3 separate regions of the Oryctolagus cuniculus genome follow, and all the other regions are linked to region 3. A link is a contact called in public Hi-C data. All regions are on one chromosome and are shown on one strand. The core of a region is the stretch at or near the end of the contact, and the rest is flanking DNA. Distances in the headings are between cores, read along the strand shown. Region 1 overlaps DTL (denticleless E3 ubiquitin protein ligase homolog). Region 2 holds the start of NEK2 (NIMA related kinase 2). Region 3 holds the start of TATDN3 (TatD DNase domain containing 3).

Region 1 (3,795 bases), core at 983-3,482, 640 kb after region 3:
CCTCTGCAAAATAAGCAGTCTTCTTTATTTGGAACATTGTCCCAAAACTGCAATTGTTCATCTTCCTCAACACTAAACTATGAGTGGAACATTATAGACTGCATTTCTCACTAAACCTCTAAGTATTTATTGCCCTCTACTGGTCTAAGAAAGATTGGTATGAAGTACATCACACTTGGAAATGTTTCAAATCCTGGTAAAGAAATCCTCTTATGAACATCATTTACTGTAAAACGGTGAATAAGAAGTATCACATCCGGGACCTTTTCTGAAGTTTTGAAAAAGACAAGTAATTACTAGATGTTTTAGACATATAACCCCTCCACTCCATGCCCCGTCATTAAATTTCTAAAGAACAAATCTGTGTCTACCTATTCACCCACCTACTGCCAATCTGTGAGAGCAAATCAAATTGTTTTAGGAGCATAGAAAAGGTTACTAAAGTGTTAGGAATGTTTATTTCCATAGGGACAAACTAAACTCAAGGCCCCTTTAATGCCACACTGTAAGGAAAATTATATAGAAACCACTCTTGCACATCTGAAAACATGATCAAGATTAGACACTAGCTATGGGGAACAATTCGGAAAAATATTTCTTAGGACTAACAAAACGAGCAGATCTCACATTTTGATTTCATTAGGGAAAATAGCAAAATAAGTTACTAAAACCTTTTGACTTTTCTAAATATTCTTGCTCTTGTTTAGAGAACACTAGACCTAATCCAAAGCATCGGAAATGTCAACTGTGATGCTGCCACAGATAAGACCTGATAAGATTGCTTAGGGAAATCTCTGGAAAGTTCTGTAAAATCGTAACTAAAATAACCTAGGTTCTGTACTATTTTGAGATTTCTTATTTATCAGTGCATCATATTTTAGAGGGAACTAAGTGGCTCTGGGGACTGGTTATGGAATTCAAAGTGTTTTTGACTGCAAAAGAATCAAGCTATAATATTTTGCTTGCTTAAGTAATTGAAGATGTTCTTAAAAATATAACTCAAATAACCCTCCTTAAAAATGCTTCAGAAACTCGGGTTTTATTAGTTCTAAGTGTCAGGTTCTATTTTTATATTCTTGAGAGAGGGAAGAAGATGAATTTGGAACTATTTTAGGGGTCTGCAAAATTCAGCCTTCTGCTTTTAACTAACAGTTCTCAAAAGAGGACAAAAGCTGAGAACAGTTCTCAATCCCACAGCTTAGTAAATAAAAAATTAAGATAATTTAAATATAGGCCAAAAGGCATCATTTCAGGACAACAGATTCACTATAAATAAGTCCCATATAGAGCAGAGTTTTGTTTACTTCCGAAGGTATCACAAAGAAAGTACACCTATGAAAATACCAGGGAACCAAGCAAAGATGCCAAAGTCTTCAGGTGGCTTAATTATCTAGTTTAAGAAAAAACAAAAAAACATTAAATTATCATTAACAAAAGAGCCCATGTTAGTTTTCCAGTAAGAGAATCTGAATGATTAATATCTTACCCGGAGAAGTCTTTAATCCAGTCATATTGAACATGTAGATGTTGTCATCTGTGCAATTAGCAAATAAAGTAGAGCCAGTGGAATCCAAAATCAAACTTGAGTATCCTAGAAAAAACAATCTTCAGTTAGCATGTCCTGATTATGTATACATATGAGGCTAAAATGTAGAGGCAAAATTAGATCATTCCACAAGAGTCATCAGAATTCTTTGTCCTCTAAATATATAAACCAAAAATATGCTTGAGTTTTTATCCTTTGAAGTTTAAAAAGATGCAAACACACTTTATAAGTTCTCAAGCCTATGTTGCTAAAAAGTAGCCTAATTTATTTTTTTTTTTTGGATACTGTCTTTTAAAAATTTTAACAACTCAAATCTTCCCCCCAAAATTGCACAATCTAGGAAAAGGCTTACCTAGTTTTCGTGTGCTGCTGCCTGGGTACAGGAAAGACTTGGACGCTATTGGTTCTTGTCGATAAGCAGTATAATTCTTACGCAAATCCCATACCTTGATTATCCTAAAAAAGAAAAAACCAAGACAAATGTTTCTTTGCAGATCTTCTCCTAACTCCAAACAACTTCAATTACATGGAATGTGAAATGACTTTTAATCTAACTCCTCTGACACATTCACCAGGTACAGTGAGGACATCTCATTGGGAAACAAATTGAACTATCTCATACCGTCATCTCCAATGTTAGACTTACAGTTCTGACAGATCGGAAACAGATGTGATTTGACCCAGTGATGAGTTACCGGAGTTTACTCCAAGGGAACGGAAAAGGAAGCTGAAGGTAGAGTGCTGATAGTCACTGTTCCATTGTTTTTAGAAAAAACACTTCCTAAGCCTTTAATACTCTGCATATATCCTCTGACATCACAAGCAGCAAGCTCTGTCCTTATGGTTGTAATATTTCTTCACATAACTCTTTAAGTAACCTAAACAAATTTTCTTGTAAAATATAGAAAAACACTTTTTCATTTCATCTATTGATATAATTGTCTTAATCCTCTACTTGCACTTTGTGGACAACTTGAAAACACAAACTTGATATAAAATGGCAGTATGAAATATAAATATAAAGTGTAAAACAGCTCTCACAGATATTCACAAATATAACCCGTAACTTTTAGATTTTTCTATAATTGAAGCAGCAGGTAACACTGGTCCTATAAGTTTCACAGGTGTTATTACATTTAATTATTTGAGCAAAAGTTCTAACTCCATCTTTTCTAGTGTAACCTCTAGTTCTTCTTCTCAGCTGGGGTACTATGTCAAAAGTTAAAACCACACATTCATTTATAAAGAAACTAAGTGACTTCATCAAAAGAACCAAGAAATAAAGACTCTTACCCATCCACAGCTCCTGCAGAGACCAAAGTATTCTCATCTTGAAAAAGGACAACAGTAACACTCTGCTGGAAATCCTAACAGCACAAGAAAAAGAAAAGGAGGAAATTCTACCTTAGGCATTATAATCTTCACCATCAAAACAAAGTATCAGAATATGGCTCCCTCCCTCCCTCCTCCAAACTCTGAAGTAGATTAAAGCTTCTCTTTTCAATAATCCTAATTAGGTATACAAACACATTTCCAAAAGTTCTTGGAAAATGGAAATTTATTTTAGTGCACAAAATTTTTAAATCCACAGACAGCTGTTTCATAATACATATTTTCCAGGAATTTTCTGAAGACCCTTACGTAGATTCTGAAGAAAATGACCTAAATATCATTAAGTTATAGTACATAGTGTTAATACTTTAACTTGTACTCAAGAAACAAACTGGTGATTACAAGATTTTATTTCAAAAGAAAGTAAAAGAAAGAAAATAACTAACAAAAGTGGCTGGTCCTCATTCCATAAAGCCAGAACTTCTACTGGGTCTACTTAGAACAGCCAATCTAAACTGTGTCATCTTAGAAAACTGTACACATTTTTTCCCTATTCACGTTCCATTTACAAAATGTTGCTGTCTACCTATATTATTATATAGGAGTCTCTAAAGAATTATGGATCAAAGATTATATGCTCTGAAAAAGTTAAAAGAGACTTGTGAAATTTTTATTGCTATTACCTAAAAGATTCTCGAAGCTCAGAATCTGATTAAATGTCTGAAATTTTAAAACACTTTAACGTCATTTGGACTCCACAGACCACTGTTTTCACTCATTTCTGTATTCCATTCATGGACAGGAGATACAGTTTTAAGTCCTTTTGTTTTGGTAACCATACTTGCCCAAAAATACTTTGATCCCACAAGTCAAGTATATTTGAAAGTGAAACGCATTAAATTCACACTAACTTGTTT
Region 2 (4,157 bases), core at 690-3,189, 970 kb after region 3:
ATGCACACGGGAAGCCCAGGCTGAGTTCCCAGCTCCTGCCCAGCCTCAGCTATTGCAAGTATTTGAATTTGGGGAGTGAATCAGCAAATGGGAGATCTCTGTCTCTGTCTTTGCTTTTCAAATAAATACATAAATATTACCAAGAGTTGATGGGCTATGGAGACAGGAAGCAATAAGGGCATGGGAATGTAACACGTTCCTGTTGGACGCCCACCTGATCCTCAGTCACCGATGTCTCTATCCCGGGGTCTAGAGGGTTCTGGGGCAGTTCTGCCCTTCCCCCATCCAGAAATGAGGGGCGACTGTTGACCAGTCGTTAGCATTTTGTCATGTCATGCCTCCACCACCCTTTATTGTGGTCACTGTGGCTCCACTCTCTCTTTGTAAGCAAACACCAAGCATATCAATGCCTGTCATACCTGCTTCATAGTAAGGACTCAACAAATATTTTCTGGATGAGCAGTGCCTACAGGCCACATTCCACTCCTGGAATGACTCCTTCCCAAATATTTTGTCTCCGCCATAGAGCAAAGGGCATTGGAAAACCGAGTATCTGAGGCTCCCTCCAAATCCTTGCATAGTTCTTAATAAACAGCTTTCTCCAATTTTATTTTTAAGCTTTTTTATTTTTATTTGTTTGAAAGGCAGGGTGACAATGAGAGAGAGATAGAGAGAGAGAGAGAGAGAGAGACAGATCTTCCATCCACATGTTCACTCCCCAAATGCCCACAAGAGCTAGGGCTGGGCCAAGCTGAAACCAGGGGCCAGGAACTCCCTCTGCGTCTCCCACCTGGGTGGGAACAGAAACAGAGTAGCAGGGACTCCACCTGGGACACTGATTTGTGATGCAGGCATCCCAGGAGCCTGGAGAGCAGCTCCTAGGCAAAGCGTATCAGCAAATATTTATTGCTCACCTACCATAAGCTCCTTTCCACACCATACTGAACAGATATCTAAAGAATCTTGACCTGCTTACACACTGCCACGCATTGGCTTCAATGCTCCCCGACCCAGCCCTCGCTGGGACTCTGGGACAGTTTCACTGGGCTGGGAGAGCTGAGAATGCTCACTTCTGCGGGTGCCCTACCGTGGCTCATTAAGTATTCTCAGTTGAGAATACTTAATACTGGAACCCAGAAAACCTATTTAGTAGCTTCTTTTAAAATAATTTTTAAAAATAATTTTAAAATAATTTTTGGTAGGAAGCTGCGCCTGCCTCAGAGCCACTATATGCATGGCTCCCCCCACGCATCAGGGACTTCCGACCTCTCCCCCAGGTTTGTGCACGTCTGCGTGTGGAACAGGCCTGCACGCTGCTCGTCCCTCCACCAGGCCACGCGCGAGGCCGAAGTCAACACCAGGAGCAGCCACTGTTTTTGTGCTGATGGGTCTGATCTCGGCTGTTGGGCCTGAAGCAAGGGGTTTCCGCCTCCCGGGCTTGGGAAACAGCAGGGATGCGAATTCCCGCTCCCCAGGGCGCTGTGGACGCCACGCGGGGACTTCGGGCGGTCCTGCCGCAGCGGAAGCTGTGACTCCTTCCGAGAACAGCTCGGTTCCCCTTTGTACTCAGTCTCCAGCGCGGCCCCGCCCAGATTCAGGGTACCAGAGGAGTCGCGAGGGGTCAGAGTGCAAAGGTCAGAAGGCAGTTGGTTGAGGGTCTCTGGAAAGGTCCCGAACCTCGGTTACCTAGGCGATCTCAACCGGAGGGATATTGTTGCTAAGACCCACCTGCCTTCCGCGTTTTCTTTCCCTAGCCCTTCCTTTGGTTTAGCTCCGCCCCCTCCTCCCCTAGAAGGAAGTCCACGCTGAAGGCGAAGCCGACGCGGTTGCCTAGCGACACACTTTTCCCAGGATGCCTAGGGTGTTGTGATCGTCTCAGCCAATCAGAGGGACGAAGAGACCTCGGCGTCCACCAATAGATTGCGAGATCCGGGCCCGCGACGGTTAAACCGGGCCGAAGGCCGGGGAGCGGGTCGGGGCAGCCTGGGGGGGTTCTCCGGGGTGCTGGCCTCAGCTCTGTGGCCGCGGCGCGACCTGCCGGGGGGAGCGCGAGTCCGGCGACGGGCTCGGCCATGCCGTCCCGGGTGGAGGACTACGAAGTGCTGTACACCATTGGCACGGGCTCCTATGGCCGCTGCCAGAAGGTCCGGAGGAAGAGCGACGGCAAGGTGAGCGCGGGCCCTTCCCTGTCCCCGCCCCGGCGGAGGTTTCGTCCGCCCGGGGCCGCCCCGGGGATCCGCGGGGCCCGAGGCTGTTGGGCGCCGGGAAGGTTCAGCCCTCTCTCCAGGCGTGCGCTGACAGCTTGTCCTGCGGGGCGGGAGACTTCGTCCTTTGAAAAATATATATATAATTTTTTTCCCATCGTGTCCCCTCTTCTCCCCTTTCCTCCCTTTCTCCTGCTTTGACCTGCCAAGGGCTTCCCTTTGGTGACAGGCAGCTGACCCCTGAGCTGTTTGTGGAGAAGATTGACCCTCTTGGGACCAAGGGAACCTGACATTTACATATCATTTAAATAATAGCAATTCTCCGGATTTGGGGGTGGGCGTTTCCCGATGTGTGTAGGTGGATCTTGTACAGAAGGAGACGTTGCCGGGGAAACTGCCCGCTGCTGAGCCCTGGGAAAGCGTGACCAGTCGCAATGCTCAGGGGCTTTGCCATCCTCCCACGGACAGCTCATAGGGGCGAGGTGGGAGGCCTAGTGCACCCCCTTCTCTCCCCCCGACCCCCAACCTGCAAAGCATCTTTCACTGCTCAAAAGCTGGAGAAAGGTTGAGGATGGCAACACAGGACTCTACCTTTATTGCACTAAATTAGATGATAATGACCTTGGCTTTTGTAGGCTATATTTTAAAGGGAGGTGAGTTCTTCACATGTTGGCGCTTTAATTCTTTTTGAAAGAATGGGAAGTTTATTCAGACCTTGGCCATTCTGGTTCCAGATATTAGTTTGGAAAGAACTTGACTATGGCTCCATGACAGAGGCTGAGAAGCAGATGCTTGTATCTGAAGTGAATCTGCTTCGCGAGCTGAAGCATCCGAACATCGTGCGCTACTATGACCGCATCATCGACCGAACCAACACGACTCTGTACATCGTGATGGAGTACTGCGAAGGAGGGGACCTGGCGAGCGTGATTGCCAAGGGAACCAAGGAGAGGTAATCTGGAACTGGCAGCTGACGTGGGCCTGCTCGCGTTTCTGTTAAGCATCTTGTGATAGTGGAAGACTTCTTGTATTTTGTGAGTCCATGGTATTTTAGGAAATTCCTGGCATGGCTCAACACCCAGGTTTCACATCAAAATAACATTTTCCCCGGGGCCAGTGTGTGGCATGATGGGATAAGCCGCCGCCCGCGCTACCGGCCTCCCATATGGGTACTGGTTGGAGTCCTGGCTGCTGCTCCACTTCTGATCCCAGCTCCTTGCTAATGTGCCTGGGAAAGAAGAGGAGGATGGCACAAGTCCTTGGGCCTCTACACCCACATGGGAGACCTGGAGGAAGCTCCTGGCTCCTGGCTTCAGCCTGGCGCAGCCCTGGCTGTTGTAGCCATTTGGGGAGTGAACCAGTGGAATGGAAGACCTCTCTCTGTCTCCTCTCTCTCTGTAACTCTGCCTTTCAAATAAAATAAATTTTTTTTTAAGAATTACTTTATTTGAAAGACGGAGTTGCAGAAAGTGGTAGAGCCAGAGAGAGGTCTTCCATTCTGCTGGTTCACTCCCCAAATGACTGCAACAGCCAGAGCTGAGCTGATCTGAAGCCAGGATCCAGGAGTTTTTTCCAGGTTTCCCACACAGGTACGGAGCCCCAAGGGCTTGGACCATCTTCCACTGCCTTCCCAGGCCATAGCAGAAAGCTGGATTGGAAGAGGAGCAGCCAGGATTTGAACTGACGTCCATGTGGGGTGCCGGCACTGCAGGCTGGGGCTTTAACCCACTATGCAATAAATCTTTAAAAAATATAACATCGTGCCCCATTCGTCCACATTAAAAGCCAGATAATCCACTGCATCCCGTCCCATCCTTGTAACGATCCCAGAATTCCATGCTGTGTAACTGCTTTGCTTTCAGACAGTACTTAGATGAAGACTTTGTTCTTCGAGTGATGACTCAGTTGACGCTGGCCCTAAAAGAGTGTCACCGGCGAAGTGACGGCGGCCAC
Region 3 (4,398 bases), core at 548-3,047:
TCCAGATCCTAAGACATGTAGAAGTTATCACAATTACTATGGATGCAAAAGTAACTGTGTATATCAATGTATATGATAAGGCACCACAGCAAATGACAATGACAGCAAGGAACAGGGTGGCAGAATGTGAGGACTCTACACCGGCCCACCTCTCATTTACTTTTAGTTTCACTAAAGTCTGGCTTCTGTTCTCCACTGAAATAGAAACCTCCACTCTCAAATATAAAGGACTTTGCTCTATCTTCCTCCACCCATCAGCAGTATTTGAAACCACTCACTTGCTTATTTCCTCCTTCTTGAAGTTTTTTCCACTTTGAGCTTCTGCAACATCACTCTAACAGCTACTTTTTAGTCTCCTCAACTGGCTGTCCCTCCTCTTTCTGACTTCAGGACCATCTGCTCCTTTCTCTACTCTTAACGTAAGTGGTCTCTCCTGTTGTTGCAGGTTCAAATGTCATCATGTGGATTCCCCAATTTTTACCTCTAGCTCCTAACTCTCTCCTGAACCCATGATTCATATTTAAAAATAACTAGACCTATGACACCTCCACTTGGATGGGATCAGACTCCCCAACATGTGCCAAACATAAGTGTTTATTTTCTCCCCACAAATCTATTCCTTCTGCCTACCTCGCCATCCCACCCCAAACCTGTCTTTCCTTCCCTCACCACCATCTTTCTATAGCATAAGCCAACATTCTGAGTCATCCTTGCTTCCTTACCTTAACTCATTACAGTAAATTCCCCAGCATGTACTACGTGTTCTATCTCTTAAATATATCCTGAATCCACTTCAAACTCCTCTGCTATCCTCATGGTACCAACCACCACCATCTCTTGTCTGTATATTGCAAAAGCCTACTAATGGGTCTTCTAGCTTCCAGTCCTCTCCTCTATTTGCCCCACAGCAACAAAAATGGTCTGACAATGGTTACCAGACTTTGTCACTCTCTTTCAAAACCCCTTTAATGGATCTGCACAGTGAGTCTAAGGCAAACTCCTTCCTGACCCACCTCCAGTATCCCCTGCCAACCTCTCCAGACTCGTTTCATGGCTCTCTTTCTAGCTTATCAGGCTCATCCAGCCTTTCGGTACCTGCAGTGTGCCAGACTCTATGCTGTCTAGATCTGTGAACTGTTTGCTTTCCTCTCCACCTCATCTCCGTCTTGGTTGGCGGTTCGTCTTCCCAACCTTAAGCGGCCCCACCTAAGAAGTTTTTCCCCTAAAAGTCACAGCCGGTCTTCCTTCTCTAGCACCAAAGTGGCGTGAAACACTTTAATTAGTGGTGTGTGTCAGTCTTTTTGCACTCCTCTCTCCCGCATTAGAAACGGGGGCGACAAGGTCTAGGAGGGGGAAGCTGCTGCTCAGCCAGGCGCTGAGCGGCCTGAAGGGATCAACAGCCGGGGCCGGGGCATAGCGAAGACGATGCCAGGTCCTGGAAGTCTCACGGAGACAGGATGCGTCACCGCTAACCAGGATCAGAAAGAAAAATTGGTATGACCGAGTCAAACGGGGAATCGGCTAGATCCCAAAAGGCCACAGACCAAGGGCCTGGGGAGAATTCAGGGCTCCCTTCTAAGGGAAGAGAGAAAAAACACTCTGAGGGGGAAAGGATGGCGGCCTCCCCGCTCCCTTGAGCCCCGCCTCGCCCTCACGTACGTGGTCAAAGTCTGGGGCAGAGAGGTGGCAGTGACAGTCCACCAAACCCACGCCCGCCGCCCCCATCGCCGCTGCTGCACCCCGGGCCTAACCAGCTCCCCAAGCACGCCGGGGCCGGAACGCTGCGGCTGTGGCGGCGCGAGTTTCCGCCCGGACGCGTGTTCCTTCGAGCCGTGGGAACCCGCCTTTCCGTTCCCAGAGTCCCCGCCCACAGTTCAAACTAGAAAAATGGCGGGGGCTCCTGAAGCGGTGGTGATCGGACCTCCGCAGGACGAAGAGCTAGTAGCCGCCACAGCCAGCCAAGCTCCGGTCCCCGGCCCTTCCCGAGAGGACTTCCGGGTGCGCTGCACCTCGAAACGGGCCGTGACAGAAGTGCTAGAACTGTGCGGCAGCTTCATACAAAAGCTCGGAGATGCGCTGCCGGAGGAGATTCGGGAGCCGGTGCTGCGAGACGTGCAGTGGGTACGAGCCGCGTTTGCTGCCTTTTAATTCTCACCTCCTTCCCCACGCCCGGGGTCTCCGGGCTCAGGAAGACCCCACGCCAGGCTTCGGCAGAGTTAATGGTGCCCCGGGCTGCTGCAAAACGGGAGGACGAAATAGATGCTAATGTCAGCCGAGTATTGTTAATTACTTAGGGCAGGAGAGCTCCGTGTATAATGTTTATGTTGAAGGAAGGGAAAACACAAAACAGGTGAAATTATTGAAAGAAAATAACTGAACCCAGGTAGCTCCAGGGTGCCACTTGGACATGTAATACTGTACAAAATAATACGATGTTTTACGTTCTTTGGTTTGAGTTAAGCTTTTCCACATGTGGTGTCAGGGGAATCCTGGAAGTCAGTCACCCTGCTAGCTTCTGGTCTTTCCCTTTGTCTGGCTTGGATCTTCTTGTAAACAGAGCAAAAGCATTCTCTACCAGTCTGAACTCGATAAAGAGGATGTCTTGGTTATAAACGTCACTAAGATCACATGTTGATCCTCGTATTTCCTCTTCCTTTCTCAAAGATTTTGCAAAGCTTAGAAAACGGTAGGTTATTTGGGGAAAGACACAAGAAACTGAGGGATTGGTGCCTGTATAAGAAAGTGCACTATTTGCATGTAGGCAAAAAGTGTAAAGTTTATAGTTACAGTGTAGCGCAGTGCGTTTGTGGGTGTGAATGACTCCTCTGTAAACAAACGGTGAGAATAGAGGCCAAATGGAAGAAGAATGAAGAAACCCACCCGGGTTGTGATTCTGTATTCCAGTTCGAATGTCAATGGCTCTTAGATAATTCCCTCCTTGGCAGCATGATGAGAATTGAGATATACCTCAGATATATGTAGTGTGGGGGGAGAAGACTGTTGTGTTGTCTAACGGTATACTATGTCCTTTCTTAGGGAGTGCTAAAGTACTTAAAACATTTAATCACAGAAAAAGAGCATGGTTAACCTAATATATCCTATTTTATGTGATCTTAAAGTGGATTAGAAGATATCAGTGGAATTCATTTGTGTTTTAAACAAAGGGGTAGATATAAGGCTTTGATTATACCAGTGTACCTTTTTATCTAAAGCTGTATAATGAGCATAGCAGCATATATTTTTTAAAAAGTATTGAAGCAGGGCCGGTGCTGTGGCACAGCGGATAAAGCTGCCGCCTGCTGTGCTGGCATCCCATATGGGCCCCCGTTCGAGTCTCTATTGCTTCGCTTCCAATCGGCTTTCTGCTGTGGCCTGGGAAAGCAGTGGAGGATGGCCCAGGTCCTTGGGTCCCTGCACCTGGGTGGGGGACCCAGAAGAAGCTCCTGGCTCCTGGCTCCTGGCTTCAGATTGCCATAGTTCCGGCCATTGTGACCATCTGGGGAGTGACCTTTCTCTCTCTCTCTCTCTCTGCCTCTCTGTAACTCTGCCTTTCAAATAATAACTAAAATGAAAATCTTAAAAAAAAAGAAGAAGTATTGATGCAACCATGCAATATTACCAAGACAGTTTGCATTTTCAGATAATCCTTGAAAACCCATAAAGTAGAAATTTTACTTTATAAAATGTAGGACTTGTATCTTAACTCATAGCTATCAATCACTTGATTTATGCTTATTTTTAATCATACAGATGGTACAGAGTGCATGCTCATTATAGAAAAGTCAAACAATAGCCTAGAACAAAAGTCTGCTTCGAATTCCCCTTCCTCATCCATATTCCTAGAGATAACTTAGTATTTTGGAGAGTAGTTGGGGGCTGTAAACCTTCTATACCCCTTTTTTGTTTTTGTTTGCTTGTTTGTTTACATTAATAGGGTCTTGCTGATGAATTGTTATCCAACTGCTATATGCTTTTTTTGTTTTGTTTTTGTTTTATTTATTTATTTTGAAAGAGTTCCAGAGCAAGAGAGGGGGAGAAAACAAGTGAGCGAGCACTCTTCCATCCGCTACTTCACTGCCCAGATGGCCGCAACAGCCAGAGCTGGGCCATGCTGAAACCTGGAGCCAGAAGCTTCATCCAGGTCTCCCACATGGGTGGTAGGGGCCCAAACACTCAAGCATACTTCTTTTCCCAGGCTGTTAGCTGGGAGCTGGATCGGAAGTGGAGCAGTTAGGACACAAACTGGCACCCATGTGGGATGCTGGTATTATAGGCTGTGGCTTTATCCCCTGTATGTCATAATGATGGCCCCACATTGTTTTTTGATTTTTGGAGTTTTTTTGTTTGTTTTAGCCAAATATGTCTGGCTATTACGTGTTCTTCATTCTTTTTCAGTCC

The links. Hi-C and Micro-C count contacts between places; a contact is called where the count stands out from the background.
Region 1: a contact with region 3 is called in a Hi-C map of psoas muscle, with 4 times the contacts expected there. The contact joins the enhancer-like site here to the promoter of TATDN3 in region 3. A contact is called at or near these places in 2 of 6 Hi-C or Micro-C datasets (embryonic fibroblasts and psoas muscle).
Region 2: a Hi-C map of an unstated tissue shows a contact between it and region 3, with 4 times the contacts expected there. The contact joins the promoter of NEK2 here to the promoter of TATDN3 in region 3. A contact is called at or near these places in 2 of 6 Hi-C or Micro-C datasets (skin fibroblasts and an unstated tissue).

Annotation. Positions count from the first base shown.
Region 1 is chr13:26,579,833-26,583,627 of mOryCun1.1, reverse strand. It overlaps DTL (denticleless E3 ubiquitin protein ligase homolog), which reads right to left. Exons shown (of 15, transcript XM_002717528.5): 8 at 2,840-2,913; 9 at 1,899-2,002; 10 at 1,487-1,591. Among named protein-coding and RNA genes, the nearest start is that of INTS7, 28 kb to the right of the region's middle. Within about 2 kb of position 2,232, at least 1 of the 8 cell types and tissues checked has an H3K27ac peak or open chromatin away from gene starts, as enhancers often do.
Region 2 is chr13:26,252,472-26,256,628 of mOryCun1.1, reverse strand. It overlaps NEK2 (NIMA related kinase 2), which reads left to right and starts at 1,939. Exons shown (of 8, transcript XM_002717530.5): 1 at 1,939-2,168; 2 at 2,939-3,156; 3 at 4,067-4,157. The coding sequence starts at 2,073.
Region 3 is chr13:27,218,966-27,223,363 of mOryCun1.1, reverse strand. It overlaps TATDN3 (TatD DNase domain containing 3), which reads right to left and starts at 1,797. Exons shown (of 9, transcript XM_017347795.3): 1 at 1,660-1,797; 2 at 1-8. The coding sequence starts at 1,725. It overlaps NSL1 (NSL1 component of MIS12 kinetochore complex), which reads left to right and starts at 1,823. Exons shown (of 6, transcript XM_051821327.2): 1 at 1,823-2,121. The coding sequence starts at 1,888.